Regions from separate parts of the Mus musculus genome. Here region 2 is linked to region 1. Evidence: chromatin contacts called from public Hi-C data. All regions are on one chromosome and are shown on one strand. Each heading gives the region's core, a stretch centred on a gene start, on an enhancer-like site or on the middle of the called end of the contact. The rest is flanking DNA. Distances are from core to core; before and after follow the strand shown. Region 1 has its middle 30 kb from the start of Tsc22d3. Region 2 overlaps Mid2 (midline 2).

What was found. Hi-C and Micro-C count contacts between places; a contact is called where the count stands out from the background.
Region 2: a Hi-C map of the N1E-115 cell line shows a contact between it and region 1, with 5 times the contacts expected there. The contact joins two enhancer-like sites. A contact is called at or near these places in 1 of 15 datasets of contacts at CTCF or cohesin (CD8 T cells), 4 of 484 Hi-C or Micro-C datasets (the G1E-ER4 cell line, the N1E-115 cell line, muscle stem cells and 1 more) and 1 of 115 datasets of contacts at active chromatin or transcription factors (embryonic stem cells).

The regions. Positions count from the first base shown.
Region 1 is chrX:140,627,029-140,634,092 of GRCm38.p6, forward strand. No RefSeq gene overlaps it. Among named protein-coding and RNA genes, the nearest start is that of Tsc22d3, 30 kb to the left of the region's middle. Within about 2 kb of position 2,658, at least 2 of the 459 cell types and tissues checked have an H3K27ac peak or open chromatin away from gene starts, as enhancers often do. A contact at or near this core is called in the N1E-115 cell line, where this site is marked.
Region 2 is chrX:140,704,576-140,712,388 of GRCm38.p6, forward strand. The region is part of intron 3 of Mid2 (midline 2); the gene reads left to right. Among named protein-coding and RNA genes, the nearest start is that of Gm23199, 29 kb to the left of the region's middle. Within about 2 kb of position 1,831, at least 8 of the 459 cell types and tissues checked have an H3K27ac peak or open chromatin away from gene starts, as enhancers often do. A contact at or near this core is called in the N1E-115 cell line, where this site is marked.

The DNA of each region.
Region 1 (7,064 bases), core at 1,408-3,907:
CATATGCTACCAGATTAACTCCAAGTAGCATGAATGGGTTATATCTTATGGATTCACTGTCCAAAGGGGCTCCACAGACCCACCCAAACATCATAGACTATTGCTGAGGCCATTGGTTACCCTCCACCACTGGATGGTAAGGCCCTACTATTGAATATATCACTTATGTCATAAAACACGGAAAAATTGAGCAGGTGCTCACCTGGAAGCTTCTCCCTTACTGACTAGCATTTGTGGTGCTGGGAAGTATTCTGCATTCCAGGAGAAAAGCAACCACCAATTTCAGCCAGCTATGAACTCTGTTAGCTATAACATCAATCTGCCTACAACATATGCACATTGGTATAATAATGGCATGGGTATTACAAAAATGTATTACAAAAATAAACAACCATTTTTTTATTGGATTCAAGGCCCATTCCCTAAAATGGAACCCATAACCCATGCCAGACACTGCTAAAGTGCAGAACCTGACGAGATAAGTCATGGGCCTAGGGGAAGCCTACTACTATTATTCTGCTGAATGAACTCCTAATGCCATGATGCAGTAGCTATAGATGAGGGCCTCACTCAACCCTCCTGAGAGAAGCTTTGACTGCCATCAGTGAACACAAAGTCCCACCACTGAGACTATGGAGTACTTAGTCCTGCGGGGATGTCTTGGTTACACCACCCCTATCAAGGTTCGAGGACCAATGTGGAAGAGGGGGGCACAAAGAATACTGTAAGAGTCAGAGGTTCTAGACAATTTTCCAGACACAGCAGGGCAGATGTACATATGAATCCCCAGACACTGTGACAGCATAGGCAAGATCTGCACAGACTCAAGCTAGTCAGAATTCTCAACACGAAGGAGGGGAGGTGGGCACAAAGTCCCATGCCTAACTAAGAAGCTATTTGCAATTGATAACTGCTGGGAGAGAGGAAACTACATTTTCACCAGTGGAGTGACAATGTATATCAACTATACTCTAGTATAGGCCCAATGCTCAGGAGGCGATTGCCAATACAAACTGGACTATAAACAGTCCTGGTTTTGCTGTAAAGAGAGATAAAGAACATGAAGTTATGTGGGTACAGAGAGAGTAGGGGTGGGGAATCTGGGATAAGTCAGAGGATGGGAATATATAATAAAACATAATGTATGGTTTTCTGAAAGAATAAGTAAAAAAGGGAAAAAAAGAGTTTAAAAGGCTTAGGAGTCATGTCCTGTAAAAGTTATCTCCCCACTTGACCTCCAACCCTGTACTTTTGTACCCCCTTTAGAGTACTTTTCTCTGAGTCACCACAAGCATCTGTGATTAAAATAATCACACTGTCTTCGTTCGTATTGTCCCATACTGTGAGCTCCTTGAGGAAGGGGGGGGCACATCATTGCTTTCAGTTTTTTTTTTAACTTTTGCTTTTCTGGATATGGATGCTTTGCCTGAATAAATGTCTGATTATCATATGCATGCAGAGCCGGAGGAGGCCAGAAGAGGGTTAGAAAAAGAAGTGGGTCTCTGAAAAGGGTACAGGGACTCAAATCCGAAGCCCTTGGGAGAGCAGTAAGTGCTCTTAACCACTTAGCCATCTCCCCATCTCAAGCATATTATTTCTAATGGCTTCCACAGGATCCAGGAGAATGCTCAACAAGTATTTATTGTACAAACGAAGAAAGGAGTGGAAACAAGTAAGCTATTGAGTGTTCTATTTTTAAACAGAGCTTCTAAGCCTGTTGATCATGTCAGATCATCTCTATTCTATCCTTTAATGATATGTTGAGCATAGAAATAATGCTTTACATATATTCTTGATAAGGACTATCTATCATTTTGCCAGTGTGAGCATGGCAAAATCTAATACATTTTATTTATTTTATTTTCTGGTACATAGTACCACAGTTGGCATGTGGACGTCAGAAAACAACTTTTAGGAGTTGTTTCTCTCTTTCCACCACTTGGGGCCTGACATTATAACTCAGGTCAGTAGACTTGGTGGTTAAGTACTTTTACCTACCTAATGATCCATCTCATCTAACTTTAAAATTGGAGGGGAGGTAAACTAAGATTATTCAGTTCAATTCTAAATCTTTTACATCTTTAGGTCGTAGGTAGACTTGAGATGTAATTGTATGTATGTCCTTCGAGTCACTGAACAAAAAATAACTAGTATAAGATGTCCTGTTTACTAAATACTAACAATGTCCCAAGCCTTGGGTTTTGTATTTTTACATATATGTTGTTAAAGTATTTGCGGCAGGATAAATGTTTTCTTTAAAGATTTATTTATTATTATATCTATGTAAACTGTAGCTGTCTTCAGAGACACCAGAAGAGGGCATCAGATCTCATTACAGATGGTTGTGAGCCATCATGTGGTTGCGGGGATTTGAACTCAGGACCTCTGGAAGAGTGGTCGGTGCTCTTAACCGCTTAGCCATCTCTCCAGCCCAGGTTAAGTGTTTTGATTCCCTTGTTTACAGATGAGGAAATTAACACTAATTTAGTTACACGTCCTGCCCAGGGCCCCATTCTTAGTAAGTAGTGAAGCTGAAATGTGAATTAAAGTCTTGTTTGTTTGCTTGTTTGTGGCAGGATTTCTCTCTGTAGCCCAGGCTGGTCTAGCGATCTCTATGTAGCTCAGGATGATCTCATATTCCTAGCTATCGTCCTTCCTCAGCCTCATTAGGAATAGAATTTCAGGTATGCTCCATCAAGTCCACCCTTCAGCTGCTTTTTCCCCCTGCAAGTTCATGCTTGATTAGAAATACCACACTAATTAAAAGGTTCTGTTTACTATTTGGCTACCAGACAATATAGGCTGTTCAAGTTTGGCTTGAATCCTTTGGTGTCTAGAGCTCATTATTTCTCAAGGTAGACACTCTATCTTTGGACTTTTGTAAGCATCTTTAAACCTCTTATTATAGTGAGCCAAAATTATCAATTAGCTAAAGAAGACATGGCTAGAGAAGAGACTTTTGCCTTGCTTTGCTTGCCTGCTTGCCTGCTTGCCTGCCTGCCTGCCTGCCTGCCTGCCTTCCTTCCTTCCTTCCTTCCTTCCTTCCTTCCTTCCTTCCTTCCTTCCTTCCTTCCTTCCCAACTCCAGATTTTTATTCTCCTCCTGATCCACCTTCCAACTGTTCCATATCCCATACCTCCTCCCTGCCCTGTCTCCATGAGGATGCCCCCACCCCCACCCCACACCTCAACCCCACCTGACCTCTAAACTTCCTGGGGCCTCCAGTCTCTTGAGGGTTAGATGCATCATCTCTGAATGAACACATTCTCGGAAGTCCTCTGCTGTATGTGTGTTGGTGACCTCATATCAGCTCATGTATGCTGTCTGTTTGGTGGTCCAGTGTCTGAGAGATCTTGGGGGGTCTATGTTAATTAACACTGCTGGTCCCCTACAGGATTGCCCTCCCCCTCAGCTTCTTCCAGCTTTCCCTTAATTCAACCACAGGGGTCAGCTGCTTCTGTCCTTTGGTTGGGTGCAAATATCTGCATCTGACCCTTTCAGCGGCTTGTTGGGTCTTTCGGAGGGCAGTCATGATAGGTTCCTTGTTGTGATCACTTCATAGCTTCTGTAATAGCGTCAGGTCTTGGGATCTCCCCTTGAGCTGGGTCCCACTTTGGGCCTCTCACTTGATTTTCTATTAAAACTTCTTCTCCAGTATGACCAAACCATTCTTTTATTTCTTTGACTATAGTTATTCAACTAGTTACACATATATGCATACATGTGTATATGCATATATGTATATGTATGTATACATATGTTTGTGTGTGTGTCTGGTGTGTGATGTAGCAGGAAATATAAAAAAGCAATCCACGCTATGCCAGAAAGACAACAGTGGACAGGCAGACTCTGACCCAGAGCTCCAAAATCTCTCCACCCAACTAGCTAAGTTTCCACTGATAGGTTGATGCCATGCCAGCCCCACACTTCCAAATTCCCATGGCCTTTTGGAATGCACTTGTCACAAACCCATGCTTTTCTGCTGGAAACCAGTTGAGTCGTAGGGTGATGGAAAAGACCACACAAACTTAGTTCAGAATTAACAGGTAGCACAATTGCTGGCACAGCAACTATCATCCTAATTTATAAGCCTTTCTAAGTTAAATTCTCCTGTAGCTGATCTGCCACCTCAATGGTGGATAGGGGTTGTGATGGGTCTCTGCTACCTCCATTTTGACCTACACCTGTCTCCTGTCCAAAAAAGCCAGTATCTTTCTCCTCCTTCCCCTCTTCCTCTCTCCCACCCAGAAGTGCTGCCTACTCCTTGCCCAGTTCCCTGAAATCTTTATTCATTAGGGGAAGGTTCTGCCATATGTGAGGATATATTTCCTTGTCCAATAGGCAGTGCACCACATTAAAATTATAAAATTCTACTGTTGACCCTTAGTGTGGTGATTTGAATGAGAATGGCCCCATAGGCTCATATATTTGGATATTTGGCCTCTAGTTGATAGAAATGTTTGGGAGGTATTAATAGGCATGGCCTTGTTGGAGAAGATGTGCCACTGAGGATGTGCTTTGAGTTTCAAAGACCTACATCAATCCAAGTTAACACATCTCGTCCCCCCTCACCCTTGCCTCTGGCTGTTATCTCAGCTATTGCTAAAGCACCATGCCTACTGGCCTGCTGCTATGCTCCGTTTCATACTGGTCATGGACTTTACTATCCTCTGAAACTGCAAGCCCCTAAATTAAGTGCTTTAATTTAAAAGTTGCTGTGGTGGTTTGAATATGCTTGGCCCAGTGAGTGGCCTTGTTGGAGTAGGTGTGGCCTTGTTGGAGTGTGTCACTGTGGGGGTGGGCTTTGAGACCTTTATAGCCATGTGGGAGCCAGTCTTCTGTTTGTCTTTGGAACACAATGTAGAACTCATCTCTTGGGTGCCATGCCTGTCTGGATGCTGCAATATTCTTACCTTGATGATAATGGACTGAACCTCTGAACCTGTAAACCAGCTCCAATTAAATGTTGTCTTTTATAAGACTTGCCTTGGTCATGGTGTGTGTTCAAAATAGTAAAACCCTAACTAAGACAATTGGTGTCTCATCATAGCTATTTACATGTTACTAAGACATGTGGGTTCTTCAGGCTTTCATCTCAGTTCTCTATGCTTGTATTTGTCTCTGTGTTTTGATCTATGTCCTCTGCCTGTCTAATTTTCCAAATTCTCATACCCCTGTAAGGGCTAATAGACAATCCCTTTGACTCCTCACACACATTCCTGGTCCTTTGAAAGCCAATACATGTAGCTTTTCTTGTAGGTGCATCCTCTGTTGTCCCTAAGCTAAATTAACTGCCTCTCCTGGGTGACATAGTAGAAAGTTGACACCCTTGACACAAAGTAGAACCCAAATAAAGGTTACCTTTTTTCTCTTCTCTGTCACAAATATCTCTAAAATAGTATTAATAATACTGTATTACATTTTCTTGTCCAGCCCCATCTAAGAATGCATTCATTCAGCTATTCATTTGTTCATTCAACAGATATTTATTGCATGTCTATTGTGTGTACAAGTCATATCAAGTTGGTGCCTGAGATGACTGCTAAAATATTTCCATTCATTGTGACTTTTCATTCCTGTTTATTTAGTATTTATTAACTGAGTTTCTTGGACTGCTTGCAGTTGGATCAATGAGAGGGCACATTAAACACTGATTCCTGTGTTGTCTCTCTCTACATCTACAGAGTCAGAATTTCTTAAAGGTGTGCCATACACACACACACACACACACACACACACACACACACACACACACACACACATATATAATCCATGTATTTTTTCATTTTAGAATTTGTTTTTCACCCCTTTGAGGCCTTATAGTTTGTTAAAGTCTACACAAAATATAGAAATCATAATAAACACAATCTTCAGGTACAGCTCAACAATATGAATCTTCAGTTCCCTTAAATACTATTTAAGGAAATATTATCATATCATACATAAAATCATAGCACTCATTTTTGATAAGTAAAATTATGAGCCCTCTACACATTATCTGCATATTCTCCAGGTGAGTATGACATTAACTCAAGGTCCCAAGACTTCCTCATTGGGTGATTTTTTTTAGGAAGCCTAGCTAACCTCCTGCAATTGCAGTTTTTACTTATTATTTTAGCCCTTGGCATAGGTCTTTGAATATATTGGAGTCGCTGAAAATAAGAGAGGGAAAATTGAGGCAAACAATTGGATCTTTGTTTGCTTGAGATACAGTTTTGTTGTGAACCTCAGGCTGGCCTTGAACTTTCAATCCTACTGCTTGTGCTTCCTATGTGCTGGCATTACGGGCATGTGCCACCAGCTCCAGTGAAATAATTTAGTGGCTCTTACTTCTGTTAGAAAATTTAGAAAAGGAGAATTACTTAAAATTCTCTCTGAAGTTTGATAAAATAGACTTTGATTATTAAAGTAATTAGATGAAAAGTGTCTCTAAAGTCTAAGATGACAAGTAGAATTATTGCTAATAAAATCTAATCTTATTTCAGGTCAAATTTATAATATCAGAGGGGTCTCATTTTTAAAGAGCTACTTGAACATATTTGATAGCTAGTATACAGGGACCCTTTGTTTGACTTAACAATATAGTATATTGACTCCCATATTGTAGACTTTGAACTATAAATCTACTCTGAATGAGACTATCTTCCCTTATAGAGGCAGGGGGAGGGGGTATGGGGTAGGTTTTTTTCTGAAGGGGAGACCTGGAAAGGGGAAAACATTTGAAATGTAAATAAAGAAAATTTCTGGGGGGAAGAAAATATCTTATGGGTGGCTGCACAAATCTGCATCCCAAAAGTACTTTCATACTGATTGCATATGATTTATCTAATATCTACTCTTTTTTAAAAGATTTATTTATTATACATAAGTACACTGTAGCTGTCTTCAGAAGAGGGTATCAGATCTCATTATGGGTAGTTGTGACCCACCATGTGGTTGCTGGGATTTGAACTCTGGACCTTTGGAAGAGCAGTCAGTATTCTTAGCCACTGAGCCATCTCACCAGCCCTAATATCTACTCTTTAAGTTTGTTTTTATTAGTTTTTATTTGTTTATTTTGGGGT
Region 2 (7,813 bases), core at 581-3,080, 77 kb after region 1:
GTAGGAAAGCATTAGGCCAGGGACATTCTTAGGACGTGAAGTGACAGGACCAGATAGGGAAGAAGAACAATGGTAGCTAGAGAGAAGAAATATGGAAAGGAAGGGGAAACAAAACAAGGCATTCTTTTGCTTTGTACTAAACATGCTACACAGTTCTTGCCAAGTTCCTTGTGTGGGGGAAGGGAGATGTTCTAGCATCTGAAGGGACCTGAGTCTTTAAGCCTGCTGGGGGCTCTTCTGGGTTTCTGATTGCTGCCTGGTCACCAGCCAAGTGCTCCAAACCAATTTAGGAGGAGTCGATTGGCTTTGTAATGGAATGGAATTTGTGTTGTTTTTGATAGCCTAGATTGGATGCTGATTTAAGAAGCAAAATCTGATATTACAGATGAGTAGACAAACTGCACAGTGTCTGTTTGCCAGAGAATAGAATTAAGCACCTTCACGCTTTCACACTCCATTTCTGTCAAAAACAGGATATTGGCAGTAAAGCATTTGAAAAGAGTCCACTGGCTTAACAGTGAGCATTGCCAAGTTCTGTGCTAACCTGGTGACACATTAGGCTAGAAGGTAAAAACAGATCAGTTTCTGAGTGGGGGTAGGTGTGTTGATAATTTTATGTTTTTTTTAAAATACAGGATCACAATACTTAACCCAGGTTAGTCTTAGCTCACAGTGTAGTCCAGGCTGTCCTCAATCTCACAGCAATCCCTCTGGCTTTAGGATTGCTGAGATTACAAAATTGAACCACCACTCCATATTTTGTACTAAAAAAAAAATAATAAACTGTCCTTCCAGTGAGTCACTAAAACTTCAACCACTTTTATTCTCTGTGGACTTTTGTCAAAAAGCATTCATTAAGCTCTATTGTGTGTTTAGCATTGTACTCAGCACTATTGGGGACTGTAGCAGGAGTGAAAGTCGTGACACTTGTCTTTAAGGACTTTATAGTCTAGTTAGCAGAGCTTACAATACAAAGCAACAGCAAGCACTAAAAATAGGAGTCCATGAGAGAGTGGGATTGAGAAAGGCTAACATTCTTATTGCCATCACCAGTAGCTAACACTTACTAATATTTAATATGCACCAGGTAGTGTGTTAAGTATTTTACATGTATTATTTCATTTAATCCTCTCAAATACCTCTGAGACAGACACTTTTATTATCCTTCGTTTTCATTTGAGAAAATTTAGTGAAGATAAGAAATTTGCTCAAGAGACTTGCAGTAAAAGATGAGACTACAGAGGCATGGAGAGACCTGGTCACAAAGGATTGTAATCATGTTAAGAAGTTTGGAATTTACCCTAAGGTCAGAGAGAAGCCAACTGATATTTAGCATGAAAGTATTTTAAGAGTGGAATTAATGTGTGTGTGTGGGGGGGGGGCAGAAGTGGAGGTAAATTTTTCTGTGTGACTATTGGATTAAGAATTCTGCAGGAGAGCTAGGGATATAGCTCAGTGATGGAGTACTTACTTAGCATGCATAAGACCATGAATTTAACCCCAGTCTTGGGTGGGGGGAATAATGTATCATGAAGATAAAAAACTGGAGTAGGCTAGTTAGGGAATGTTGTACTCGGTTTGGCACATGTTGTCCTCAATACACATTTCTTGGATGGGTAGTTTAGTTTAACAAAGATGTTTTTGTTAGATGTAGTGAGGCAATAATTAGAAAGGACAGAGAAAGAAATGGGTTGGAGTTATACTTAGTAAGCGCCATATATGGAATGTGATGATTCATCGGATATACAGACAAGAAAAAAAGAGAGTTCGGGACAGGGGATGCCAGTGTTTCTGGACAGTGAGTCATGTGCTACTTCATTCATTACATTTTAGGACCATTAGGGATGATTTAGCTCTAATGGAAGTAGATGAGCTCAGCTTTGGAAACTCAGTCTGTAGTGCCTGTTTTTAGATAAACAAAACATCCCAGTAGGTAGTTAAGAATACAAATGGAGATTTCAGGAGAATGCAAATACACATGAGGCAAAATATGGATCCTTTTCAATGTAATAGAATTGTTCTCAAATTGGATTTGCTGGGCTGGAGATGGCTCTGTAGTTAAGAGCACTTGCTGCATTTGCAGAGGACAAGACTTCAATCCCCAGCAACCCCATTGGGGTGGGCACGGGGGCGGGGGCGGGCGCAGATCAGAACTACCTGTAAGTCTAGCTCCAAAGCATCCAATGCCCTCTTCTGGCTTCCATGGGCATCTACATGCACATGCATGCACACATACACATAAACTTTTTAAAAAGTCTTTTAAAGATTGGACTTTGCAAATGGTTGCATCAATCTTTAAACTTACCCAAATCCAGTGGATTATTAACTTCAAATGTATTGGTTATATATGATGTAATTTATATCTCAGTAAAAAATAGGCAGAAAGCTAGCATATAGTGCCGATTGATGAAGCATTAGCAACATGTGAGATGAGGCTAGGCATGGATAGCCACTTAAGAGACTGATGTGGGAATATTGAAACCTTGAGGTCACCCTGAGTAATTTATTGAGACATTGTGTCAAAATAAAGTAAAGGATGGAGCTCCCTGGTAAGTTGCTTTCCCAGTATGAAAAACCCTAGATCAGCCCTTAATGCAGGAGAGATAAAAAGAAAAACCAACCAAGCAAACTGAAACAAGATAAAAATTCCAATCCTGAAACCACTAAAATCCAAACACTGCATTTAAAATGTGCCGGAGAGACTTGGAATGTTAGGAAGAAAACAAAGTGGGTGTTGTGGAAGCTGGCAGAAGACCGTATTTCTAGAAGTAAATGGGTTTTCAGTTTTTGTAATGACATGAAAAACTAGTATCTTTAAATGCCAGTGGATTCTTCTACATGCTAACCACCAGTTGTGCCAGCACCATTTGTTGAAAATGCTGTCTTTTTTCCACTGGATGGTTTTAGCTCCCTTGTCAAAGATCAAGTGACCATATGTATGTGGGTTCATTTCTGGGTCTTCAATTCTACTCCATTGATCTACCTGCCTGTTTCTGTACCAATAACGCAGTTTTTGTCACTATTGCTCTGTAGTACAACTTGAGTTCAAGAAGTTATACTCCAGAGAATCAAACAACCCTATTAGAAATGGGGTACAGAGCTAAACAAAGAATTCTCAACTGAGGAATGGCTGAGAAGCACCTAAAGAAATGTTCAATAGCCGGGTAGTGGTAGAACACGCCTTTAATCCCAGCACTTGGGAGGCAGAGACAGGCGGATCTCTGAGTTCAAGGCCAGCCTGGTCTACAGAGTGAGTTTCAAGATCGCCAGGGCTCCACAGAGAAACGCTGTCTCAAAAAACAAAACAAAAGAAATGTTCAATATCCTTAGTCATCAGGGAGATTTAAATCAAAACAACCCTGAGATTCCACCTCACACCTGTCAAGAATGGCTAAGATTAAAAACTCAGGTAATAGCAGACGCTGACAAGGATGTGGAGAAAGAGGAACACTCCTCCACTGTTGGTAGAATTGCAAGCTGGTACAACCACTCTGGAAATCAGTTTGGTGGTTCCTCAGAAAATTGGACATAGTGCTACCTAAGGACCTAGCTATACGACTGCTGGGCATATACCTAGAAGATGCTCCAACATGTAATAGGGACACATACTCCACTATGTTAATAGCAGCCATATTTATAATAGCCAGAAGATGGAAAGAACCCAGATGTATTTCAACAGAGGAATTGTTGTGATGATAAAAAGATAAATATGTATTAATATATGTTTTATGGGGGTATGGTGAAGTATGGGGGAGGGGTGCCTCAGCAGGCCCATGCCAAGGCATCCCTTCCCCCTGAGGGACCAGCCACACTATGGTATAGGGTATAGTATAGAAAAGAGTTTATTCAGGGCATGGGGAGAGGAGTTAAGAGGGTAGTAGAGGCAGAGAAAGGCAGAGAAAGAGAGGTGGGGGAGTAGAGAAGTAGAGGCCGGCCATGACCATCTGGAGAGGGGGGGAAGGGAATGGGGAGAGAGGGGGAGCAAGAGGGCAAGAGGCAAGAGAATAGAGGTAAAAGTAAGAGAGTAAGAGAGAAATAAAAGAGGGCAAGCAACCCCTCTTATTGTTGACCAGGCCTACCTCGCTGTTGCCAGGTAACTGTGGGGAGGAGCATACCCCACTATTGCCAGGAAACTGTGGGGTGGAGCTTAGACAGAATCCTAACAGGAATGGATACAGAAAATGTGGTACATTTACACAGTGGAGTACTACTCAGCTATTAAAAACAATGAATTTATGAAATTCCTAGGCAAATGGATGGATCTAGAAAATATCATTGTGAGTGAGGTAATCCAGTCACAAAGGAACACACATGGTATGCACTCACTAATAAGTGGATATTAACCCAAAAGCTCAGAATACCCAAGATACAATTGACAGACCACATGAAGCTCAAGAAAAAGGAAGACCAAAGCGTGGATGCTTCAGTCCTTCTTAGAAGGGAGAACAAAATACCCATGGGAGGAGTTAGAGACAAAGTGTGGAGCAAAGACTGAAGGAAAGACCATCCAGAGACTGCCCCACCTGGGGATCCATCCCACATACAGTCACCAAATCCAGACACTATTGTGGATGTCAACAAGTGCTTGCTGACAGAAGACTGTTATAGCTGTCTCCTGAGAGGTTCCACCAGTGCCTGACAAATACAGAAGTGGATGCTTGCTGCCAACTATTGGACTGAGCACAGAGGCCCCAATGGAGGAGTTAGAGAAAGGACTGAAGGAGCTGAAGGGGTTTGCATCCCCATAAGAAGAACAACAGTATCAACCAACCAGACCCCCCAGATCTCCCAGGGACTAAGCTACCAACCAAGGAGTACACATGGAGGAATCCATGGCTCCAGCTATATATGTAGCAGAGGATGGCCTTGTGGGACCTCAATGGGAGGAGAGGCCCTTGGTCCTGTGAAGGCTTGATGTCCCAGTGTGAGGGAATGCTAGGGTGGGGATGCAGGAATGGGAGGGTTGGTGAGCAGGGGAAGGGGGATGGGATAGAGGGGTTTCCAGAGGAGAGACCTGGAAAGGGGATATCATTTGAAATGTAAATAAAGAAATTATCCAGTAAAAGAAAAGAAAAATGTCAGTGGAAATTTACCAGTTGTCAGGGAGCAATTGAGTGGCAGGAACCGGGAAGAGCATTAAGTAAACAAAGGAGGACACCAAAAGAGGAGAAAGTGAGATCCAGAGCACAGAAGTGGGATGACCTCTCAGGAGGAAGTGCCAGTTGCCTTCAAGTGCCAGTTGCCTATTCTTTTGCTACAAGAGAGAAGGAAGAGAACATGGTTGAAGAAGTGGGCATGTTGTGATGGGCTTGTTTGGAATGCCTATTTTGACTGTGAAGTAGGAGTGCTATGATTTTACTGCAAGTGAGGAAGAAGGTGGTGGGACTGGAGGTTGGAGGACTATGCTGCCATTCTTATAGCTGGCTACCACAAAATTAGAGGGCAGTTAGTCTTTTCATAGGTCACACATGCAGAAACCCATGAGAATGAATAATGCTTTCCAAGGCGACCGAACTGATTAGGTGAGAAGGGTTTATAGTGGAATTCTTTCCACAAACTAACTTAATATCTCTCTCTCTCTCTCTCTCTCTCTCCCTCCCTCCTTCCCTCCCTCTCTTCTTCTCACCCTCCCTCCCTTCTTCTCACCCTCCCTCCTTTTCCATCTGAGATAGGGCCTTCATGTAGTTTGAATTGGTATGCAGCCACAGATGACCTTAAACTTCTGCCTCTGCCTCCTCAAGTGCTGGTATTGCAGGTGTGTGCCACAGGTGTGTGCCACCGCACCCGGTTTAGGTGGTGGTACGGATAAAACCTATGGCCTCGTGCAAGTTATAAAAGTACTCTATTAACTGAGCTACATATTCAGTTCTTCCATAAACTTTCCTGACAAATTTTAAATGATTTTATTTTTCGTATCTTAAAACATTAATACACCTGATATTATTTTAGAGTATACAACGTTTTGAATTTGACTTCCAGAGAGATAGTTACTATGTAAAGGCCATTTGCTAAAATCCAAAAGTCCTTTTTCATTGAATGGATATATTGCCTTAGCCATATATTGAGTCTTTGCATTGACTTAATTCTTCTAGACTGCTTTCTGTTTCACTGATTTAATTTTTAATTTTCTATTCATCTCCCAATGCTTTATTATTTTGATTATAATGGTTTTAAAAAGTGAACTGGGCATGATGGCACAGACCTATAAGTGTTGCACGTGGGAGGCTGAAGCAGGAGTATTATGACTTCAATACTACATAATCCAGTCCAGCCACACCTACACAGGGAAAGCGTGTTACAAAACAAACCAGAAAAAACAAAGCATATCAACATCTGGTATCTGTTTTCATATGAACTTTAAAATACTTTTATCTATCTATAAAACATACTCAGCTTAGGTTGTAATTATTATCTTATTATGATTATATATTCCTTTTTGGAAGAAATATATTTTTATGGTAGGGCTTTTTATCAAGAAATTTGATGATAATATAGCTATATATTTTTATTTAGTTATATTTTATTTTGAGATCATTTTTCATACACACAGACCCACACACATATATATGCATGTGTGTATATGTGTGTGTGTGTGTGTGTGTGTATGTATGAGATACTGTATCCTTTTGTTAAATCAAGTCCTAGGTGTCTTATAGACCTGCTGAGAATGTGTTGCTTTTCCATTTTCACTTTTAAAATGCAGCTGGAGAAAGCTTTTGATTTAATGTGTTTTCTTACTATACTTATAATTTTGGATCTATAGTAGAGTCGTCTCTTGAATTATCTGAGATGCTTTTATCTTCTTTACAAAAATATACCAGTTGCTTCATTTTCTTGCCTCAACCAAACATCAAGAAGTGTGATGTCAGATTTCTCTTCTTTGTTCTTGATTTTACTGGAAAGAGCCTTCGCGTGTTGCCATTTAGTATGATATTCGTTATTTGTTTTTAGCATCTTCAAGCAACTTTTGTTGTTTTTTTAATTTAGAGTTTTCATTTGGTTTGGCTGCTGAATTTTGTTTAAAAATTTTTAGAATATGTTATTATAATTCCATATGTTGGTAAATTTTTAAATGTTGAGTCATTCTTTTATTACTGGAATGATTTTTATTCCTCTGTTGTTCTGTTAGAATTCATTTTGAAATGTATTTAGAATTGAATTTATAATTTAGAAATGTATTCAGAAGTGAAACAATCCTATAGTCTTATTATTCTTCATTATCTTTTTAGGCTTTGGGTATTGTATAGTATAATTTGATATCATACTAGATTTGCCAGATGCATTTGAGGTTTTTTTAATCTTTATCTGTGATCTTAAATGAATTAAATAATATGGGACTAATCTGTTCTTTCAAGAAACTATAGAACTCATCACTACAACTATATGGACCTGGAAAAGATCTTTAAGTACCCTTCCAATCTTGAGTAAAGTTATTAGTCTCTTCATTTTTTAAAAAATTATTTTTGGCAAAATTAGGTAATACTTAAATGATTTTTCAACGGTGTGTCATAAGTTTATATGTAGTATTCTCTAGTAAATATGTTAGTATTTATCCAGTAGTGTGTTGCAATTGGCTTGCCAATTCAATGCGATTTCTTCCCATTTTGGGCTTAGTGGCTGGCTACACACTGGTGCTTAAAATTCACCATGGTGGGAATTTTATACCATAAAACAAGTGCTACAAATTATGACCAACTCTTGCATGTTTACCATCCCACTATGTATAGTTCTTAGTATATCTCCTTTCCATTGTTAGTATTGCCTGCCTGCCTGCCTGCCTGCCTGCCTGCCTCCCTCCCTCCTTCCTTCTCTT